Linked DNA regions of Gasterosteus aculeatus: region 1 is linked to region 2. A link is a contact called in public Hi-C data. All regions are on one chromosome and are shown on one strand. The core of a region is the stretch at or near the end of the contact, and the rest is flanking DNA. Distances in the headings are between cores, read along the strand shown.

Region 1 (4,094 bases), core at 1,345-3,844, 62 kb after region 2:
GGAGGGGACTTCACACAGCTCCAGTGATCGATTGAAGATCACCGGGAAGATGGGAGTTCTTAAAGTTGACTGTGTTGTGTTTAAAATCCCCCTTAATGTTAAATGATGTATTAAAGAAATGCATCCGGATTGATATTTCAAGTTTTAGGGTGGGATGGGAATGACGTTACATGTGGCTAAAGTAGCTGAATCCCAGGGCCACATACACACACAAAGAGATTTGCCACAGCCAGTGGCCAAAACAAATCTGATTCAGCCAGCAACTACCTCAATGCCTGCAGTCACAGCATGCTGGAGTACTCAGTCCAGCCCCAATTAGGTGCAATCCCGGTGATTGGGTTCCACCTGTGCTGGCCAATCAGAAAGGCGGGGCTCAGAAATAAAAGGAAGGCAGAAGCGTACAGGAAGATAGTGTTGCTTGTGTGCCTGGATGGTGAAACTGGCATTTGCAGTAGTTTATGCTGGGAGGTTGAGGACCTGGTACCTATGGGTTGCCTTTCACATTGGTACTTGCACACGGTTGTTTTTTTCTAGAAACACAATTTATTGGTTGATGCCCCCTCAGCGTTGTTTTTGCCAAGATGTATTAGAGAAGCATGTGCAGCTATTTTTTGTTTCCAAGACCTAGTTTTTGTTGTATTGATTTATTTTGTTTGGCTCAACCACATTTCCTGTCATCCCCCACTGAGTGTAAACCTTTTGTTGAAGAAACAAGAACCCAAGTAGTGTAAACTTTTCTTGTCTATTTCAAATTTCTCAGTGTCCTGTGTTTCATCCCCACTCCCCCTAAAGGAGACGTAGCAGCATCGTCACCCTCTTTCACCCTTTTCTCGTTCCTCTGTCAAATCAAGCATAACAATCTAATAAAGCAGAAAAGACGAAAAAAAAAGCAGGGTTGTTTTGACCAGCAAGACGACCTTAGACCCTGAAGTATTGATGAAATGCTTCTCCGTGTTTATTTGGAGCATGCTACCAGATCTTCATGAGCGAGAGGAACAAGTGTGAGGATAGGACAAGCTTTATTAGATTGAACACATATTATGTTCCTACTAGCAGGCCTTTCTGTCAGTGTTGGAAGCATAGCAAACGGCTGAGACACCCGTAATTTATCGGATGTAAAGTGAAAAAAACCCACTACAGATGTTGCTTTACTGACCATCATAAACTCCTTGGAGCTTGTTTTCCAGGCAGCGTGCTACACCTGGTGCTGTGGCAGCAATACCTGGCAAATACTGTAGTTCTGACAGTGATGAAGGGTTATTGTGAAATTAGTGTGTATCATAACAAAGAATATCTCCATAGCAACAACAAAAAACGACATAGTGAAATATGACCATTGATGAAAGATCTCGTCAGTATCTTGACTGACGAGATCTTTCACTGTCTACTCACCCATAAAACAAAACAGACTACACGAATGTACTTGACATATATATATTTCAACAAATTGGTGAAAGTTCAAGGACACATTTGTTAGTTAAACCTGTTGTGCATCAATAGAAAATTCCCTATTACATTCTGAATATGTTCTTTCCTGTGGGCCTTTACAGTCAAAAGAGAATCAAAAAATGTCCTACTGAATGAGGGTCTCGTTTAATGGACTCATGGGGACTGAAACGGGCGAGTAGCACATCCGACATGGTGGGGCTGTTATAACGCGGCCTTAATCTACTTTAATTTATCAACAGATTTCTTTGAGGAAAGTTGTGGAACTCCTAATGCATTTCAAAACAAATGCTTTGTATTAAGTGTGTGTGTGTGTGTGTGGGGTGACAGGATGATGAGTAAGTGTTGAGTGGGCGAGTCTAATCGACTCAGTAGAAATAAATCTTTGAATAGACATTGTTAGCGTTTTAGGTGTTCGTCAAACAGGTTGACTGCACCACTGTCAGAGGAGAGTTTGTGACCACAATCTGAAAAAGGTTTACTGCGGAGTGTGTTTTCAATAACGAGGAATTTGCCATAGTTTGCACAGACATGAAATCATATTACTGCTTCGGATTGATGCTGCTAATGTGGAGCAATCCGGTTAATCTTTACTTACTGTAATTTAGTTTATCTGATTACACGGTATTCACAACCATGGCCTGGTATAAACATGGTTGTATGTTATCCCTGTCAGCGCAATGAAGGAAAAATAACAAGTTAAAATGACATGAGGAAATAATGAGCTTTTAAAAAACCCTGGATGTTACGGCCTTTGTGAAGTTACCGGGTGATACGCCTTTGTCACAGCAACTGGGCAATGCGGTTGACTCAATGTTCCCACTAATTGAGGCATGTGTTAATGCGATTTAAAAAAATATTTTACATAACCTATGAGCTCAAGCAACCCTTAGGCTTACTGACCGGTATTAGACGATATTTAAGAAACCGTATTTTGCAAACTCAAATGACTCAGCTCACATTTAAATCCGATCCTCGACATTGTAACGTAATGGAATACCCTGACAAATTGACAGCGCCCAATATTGTTCTATTTTTCTGCAGGCCATGCCAGATAAAGAGTTTTGACTATCCAATCCGTCATTCAAAGGGAGGGAGCCAAGAACCTGTTCACGCTGGAACAAAAGTCCTTCTTTGGGAGTGCAGGACCTTTTCATACTGTTTACATGCTCTGTCTCTGGCTCGCAAAGTCAGGATTTCAGCACACCCCATATGTGCTATAGCTTGCAGAACAAAAACAAAGATGGGGCGTGTTTGTCGTGTCATGTAGAGAAAAGTAGAATTTGTTTGAGTTGGTATAGCGAATGCATTCCTTTTGGCCTTTTTGTTTTTGTCTGTGCAGTTCATGCCTCTGACTTCCATTTGCTCACACAAATGTTGATGCTTTAAACCATTACTGTTGCGTTGCCCTCGCAATGCATTTGGACAACAACCAGTGAAAAAGAGAAGAAAAAAGTTTTGCTCTTTGTCAGAGGGGAAAAGTTTGGATTTGCTCATGCGGTTGAAAGCATTGCTGAAATGAAGAATTCCCCATGCTCGTCATTCTATTTTAAGCAACAAGACAGCAAGGTTCATTACCAGGATGGCACAGTGACTCAACCATTTTTCCAGATCAACGTGAATGCCTGCAACATGTTCTGCAGATAAACCACAGAATTGTTTTTGTGTAATGCATTCCTGCATCCTTACACACAAAGGATGGTACAAACTGTGGGAGGCTTAGTTTGGGTTTCTCTGCAAACACCCTGAAACTACGTTCAGATACTCGTTCGGCCATTGTCTGAGCAGGACAGTAGTGGGCAGGCTGAGGATTTCAAATAAACTGGCTTTGATTTTTAGTTTTCCCCTCTGGAATCTATATTAAGGCACACTGTAAGCCACAAGTGTCATCACTTGCAAAGCAGAACCAGACGGTTATTCTAGTCTTCCCAGTATGACCTTGACGTGTTATTTATAGGAGAATCAAAAAACTACACATTGATTATATGACACACAAGACATTTGTGTCACTGAAGCAGCAATAGCAAACCCTGACCAAATAGTAGTCCATACCATAGCCATGTGCAGGCCTACCAGCAACAAAAGACTGCTATTTGTGTCGTCAGCTGCACTGATAACATTACTTTTTGAATAGCAAGAATCTCCACTATTTAATCTCATTGTAAGGTGCAAAATTCTATCATTAATTCAAAAGTAGTGTATTACGCAACTGTTTTAGTGCAGTATTTACACAGTAGCAGTTAAATTTCTTGTAAATCTCATATTGTACTAAATTAAAAAATGAATGTAATCAAATAGAAAAACAAAGCTATTTGCTCTTGCCAGAGCATTAACAATTGATCTAGATGTTATAGAAAAGTTACCCTCCTCAATCATAATATAACTACTAGGTTAACATTTACCAGGGAGCAGCACAACAGTCTATCTATCAATGATCTGTATTCATCTTTATCTATGTTCAGTAGAAAGTATCCCTGTCAGAGTAAAGTGGTTGAGCACTAAGTAACCAGCTAAAACCATTGTTGGCATTAATTAAACAATGCGCCCACCCTTGTATCTTTGTGTGAAACCATGTGAATGCAACCAGGTAGGTTTAAATGTATTGTATACGCTGCATATCTCCCTTCTAGTTCACAGTAAGTGTTCTT
Region 2 (3,980 bases), core at 388-2,887:
CCTGGTCGCCGTGCGTGTGTGCGGCGACTGCGACCAGCGTTCAACACGACGGTGCCGCTCCAGCCCAGAACGCAGAGCCCGCAGGGCGCTCGGCCGACGGCGCGTTCGTGTCACGAGGGGAAGGAGGAGTGTTTTAAGCTCATGGGGGGTGGGGGGAGGTGGGTTCGGGGGGAGAGGGGGGGGGGGGGGGCAGTTTAATCGAGGCGGTGGATACAAGTTAATCAGACGGCCCCCTCAAACCATCTGTCAAACAGGCGCTCCGTCAGAGAGCAGCGGGTACCGCTTCTCCTACAGTCCCCACCCGGAGACCCAGGACCCCCCACCCCCTCCTGGATCTGGCAAACGTATGACATAAATACATGTAATTTCACCTTGCTGTGGGGGGGTAAATAGGTATAATCGTGAAGTAACCTCGATTCTAGTTGTTTGTGTATTTCCCGCTATGGGCGCAATCCCGCAGCAGCACACAGTGGAACCCCCCATGGGACAAGATATATCACGCACTGCTGTCCCCAATCTAAACGACGCTTAAAAATATATATTATATATATATTATATTTACATCCGGCAGCCGAACACACATTCCCAAGTCGATCCCGACGCATGCATTGAGCCCGGGCAGCCGGTGCGCGTCTTACCTATGGGCGGGTGGGCAGGTTTGTATCCTTTCTCGTTGGTGCACACTCCCCTGCCGTGGAGAAGGGCGTGCAGGGGTTTCTCCTCGCCGCTCCTCGGCAAGCAGCGCAGGCCCTGGGTGCACGTCCCGGTGTACACGCCGCACGCCTGTCCCTCGGATAGGGCGCACGTAAGGCAGCAGCCGCAGCCCGGCTCCTTGACCAGCTGGCAGCCGACCGGGACCGGAGGGCACATGGACAGCGCCTTCTGGTCACAAGGCTCGCACGGCACGTATGAGCCCAAGCACCCGGACAGTCCCAAGATAAATGTCACCAAGAGGCAGAGACTCAGAAACATTGTTGGTGTTCTCTTCAGTTATAAGCATAAACCTCAAATGCGAAGAGGAGGGGGAACAAAAGTAGACTGGTCTAAGCACAATGCCTCAGTCAGATAATCCGATTTTTTTTTTAAAGCTAAAGCCAGGAGTCTTTATCCAAGAGTGTTGCTATTTGCTTAAAACACATTAATTAACGGAGGCTCTGCGCCGTGCACCCTGCAAAAACAGTTCAAATCAACTGCAACTGGAAAAAAAATATATATTTGTGATTTTTTTCTCCCCCTTAGAGATGTCCTCTGCAAGCGTAAAGAAATTCTTTGCACAAAACCTCAACTTCTCTCCCCTTCAGTTTGGGCTCCAGTACTTTCTCCAGCAGAAGTTTCCTGAGCAGACTGATCAACTGGAGAGCTGCCTTGCCTTTTAAAAACAGCCGAGCCCAAACCCCTAACTGAATATGCTATGCAAAACAGCGAGGGAGGGAGGCGCACTTGTTCCACGACTTGGCAGGCGGCCAAACTTTTTTTTTTCTTCTTTTTTTTTTTTTTTTCTTCTTTCTTCTGCTTCTACTTCTTGCTCTCGCCCTGAAGGCTGAGCTGATGCCGAGTAGCAAGAGGCAACAGCGGAGAGAGCAAAGGCAGCCCTCATCCAAGCGCGCACAGCACCGGGGAGACCTGCGGGCTTTCACTGTCTGCAGCTGCAGCTCCACGCTCTCCACGGCGCATGTTTAGAGGGCTCCACGCTGCAGGAGGTGACGTTTATAGTACCGCGCACATAATCCATGCAGCTACATCAAAAAAGTATCTTTTTTTTTTTCAATACGGTTTTTGAGAAGATTCTTGTAATCTTGGAAAACGTCCATGATTAGAGAGTCTCTTTGCAGAGGGGCCCACAATGTAAGAAATAACACAAAAATCACAAATAACATGTATATTTCAATTTGGTGAAAATAAAAACATTTTTAACTTCCATTTTTGGGGAAATATTTTTTTTTACTTTATCATTCTTTCTGGTTGGTGAAAAATAATTTGTTGGTAACTCTGGTGGAGTCATGCATCCATACATCCATTATGATGGATTGAAAGGAATATACTTAGTAAGGAAAAGCATCAAAGGGAAATCTAAAAGGATGCTTTGCATTTACGTTTTTTTCCAAAAGCACCAGAAAGACCAAATGTCTCCTATGGAATCATTCACTTATTTACAGGTTAGGACACAAACATAGACTTGCAGTTATTTGTACCATATATTTTTGATACATCTACAGCTTTTCTATATCTCTTCTTCCGGTTGGTTTTCCTGTGGAGATGACACGCGCAGGGACACTTACCCTGGACCATAACTCACCTAGTCTGCACCTGTTGCTTCCATTGGACATCCTACGTGTAATTGTAGCCAGAAGCAAAATCCACTAGCATCTCTGTCTCTGTCCCTCTCACACACGCACACACACACACACACACACACACACACACACACACTGAGAGAGAGAGAGTCATGTGATCCAGAAGAAAGACAAACAAGAGTAAAAGAGGGGAAAGGATTTCGAGATTTGAAGCATCAACCTGACAAGTTAAATGCAAGCGGGCCTATTATTTTATAGCCTATATTCAGAATAATGCCTGATTGCTTCAGCGTGTGCTCTGCGTGCCTGCACCGCATATGCCCTCTAAATCAGCCCATCCAGGGCTGTTATTTCCATCTCTGCTGCTTTCAGGGCAGATTTTCGTCCTTAAGTAATAGCGTCGTGTCAGGAAGCTGTATATTGCCTGTCCTTCTCACATCCATTCACGTCCACGCGGCCACTCCCTGAACGCGGCTATCATTTGTACCTCCACAGGGAGATGATTTACTCTCAACTTGGTTTAGCAGTTGACCACTAGAAGGCACTGTTAACAATGATAAACTGTGCACAGCAGTCGACTCACATGTCCACCTCAGTAGACTTGGGAACTCGAAGAATCGACGCAATGAATATGCTGTCAGAGCAGCAATAGCACGGTGTAGAGGGCATGTTGCTGTTACAAAGGTACACATGGATCTATAAATAGAGCTACTGAAGTATTTATTCAAAACCAAAAGTGTTCTACATGGAACTAGTGACCGTATAAATGCTTAATCTCACTTACATGAAATTGCATTATAATGGGCGTTTCAAAATGTCTTTGTAATAGCTCTCAGAAATGTGATTTGTTTTCACCACAGCATTAGTGTGGCACATGTTTAGTGTTTCCTTTACTTCAATTCAGCCATGATTGTTTAAAAATTGGTTTACAGAGGATGTCGAAGGGTTCCAGAACCACCGTTTACATATCTTGACTCTTTTTTTATTTTTTATTTCCATGGCTTTTCCTCCGGTTTCTCTTACACGTCTTCATCCATGCTTATCACTTCCCAACTTTTGCATTCAACCATAAACATCTGGATCAGACAGACGTTTCCTCTTTTTCAGAGCTTGACACAAAACGACAGATCCATAGAAAAAAAAGAAAAACCAAAAAAAAGAGGTCTCAAATTAATCCAGCAGCCGCAGAAACTGCACCGAGTGAACTTTGATGGTTCAACCTCTCACCAGCCAGCTCCGGAGCGAAGCACTGTGGTGTAAGTCAGTGCTCCCTCCAAAACCAACATGAGCGGTAAAACCCGGCAAGAGCAAACCAAGACATAAATCTGAGCTGCCCGAGCAGCGATAATGAACAGGATTAAGACAGTAAAGCGGCGTGGATTAACAGTGCACCCACCAAATGTGAGCTGGGCACGAGACGATGGATGGAGAAAGAGGATGACAAATTACAAGGGAAGTGTGCTCCCAAGTACAAGTTCCAGTTCAGGATGTAAAAGATTCTACATGTAGTAATTGTTTAGGTATGTCCATGCAGGACCCAATCCAACTTAAAAGGACTAATGTGTGGTTGAAAATATGTTTGTTGCTCTGATAATGACCCGGGCGGGTTTACAATGGAGCTACAGGTGAAAGTCGGGCACATTGCATGCTGGCGATGAAGGAAGCCTCAGTACGTCTGTTTTAGAT

Evidence for each region. A called contact is a pair of places that touch in the nucleus more often than the background predicts.
Region 1: a Hi-C map of tail fin shows a contact between it and region 2, with 1.6 times the contacts expected there. The contact joins the enhancer-like site here to the promoter of igfbp5b in region 2. A contact is called at or near these places in 3 of 6 Hi-C or Micro-C datasets (skeletal muscle, tail fin and whole body).

What each region holds. Positions count from the first base shown.
Region 1 is chr16:6,413,252-6,417,345 of fGasAcu3.hap1.1, forward strand. No RefSeq gene overlaps it. Among protein-coding and RNA genes, the nearest start is that of LOC144388837, 17 kb to the left of the region's middle. Within about 2 kb of position 2,595, at least 2 of the 9 cell types and tissues checked have open chromatin away from gene starts, as enhancers often do.
Region 2 is chr16:6,352,624-6,356,603 of fGasAcu3.hap1.1, forward strand. It overlaps igfbp5b (insulin-like growth factor binding protein 5b), which reads right to left and starts at 1,638. Exons shown (of 4, transcript XM_040201921.2): 1 at 639-1,638. The coding sequence starts at 972.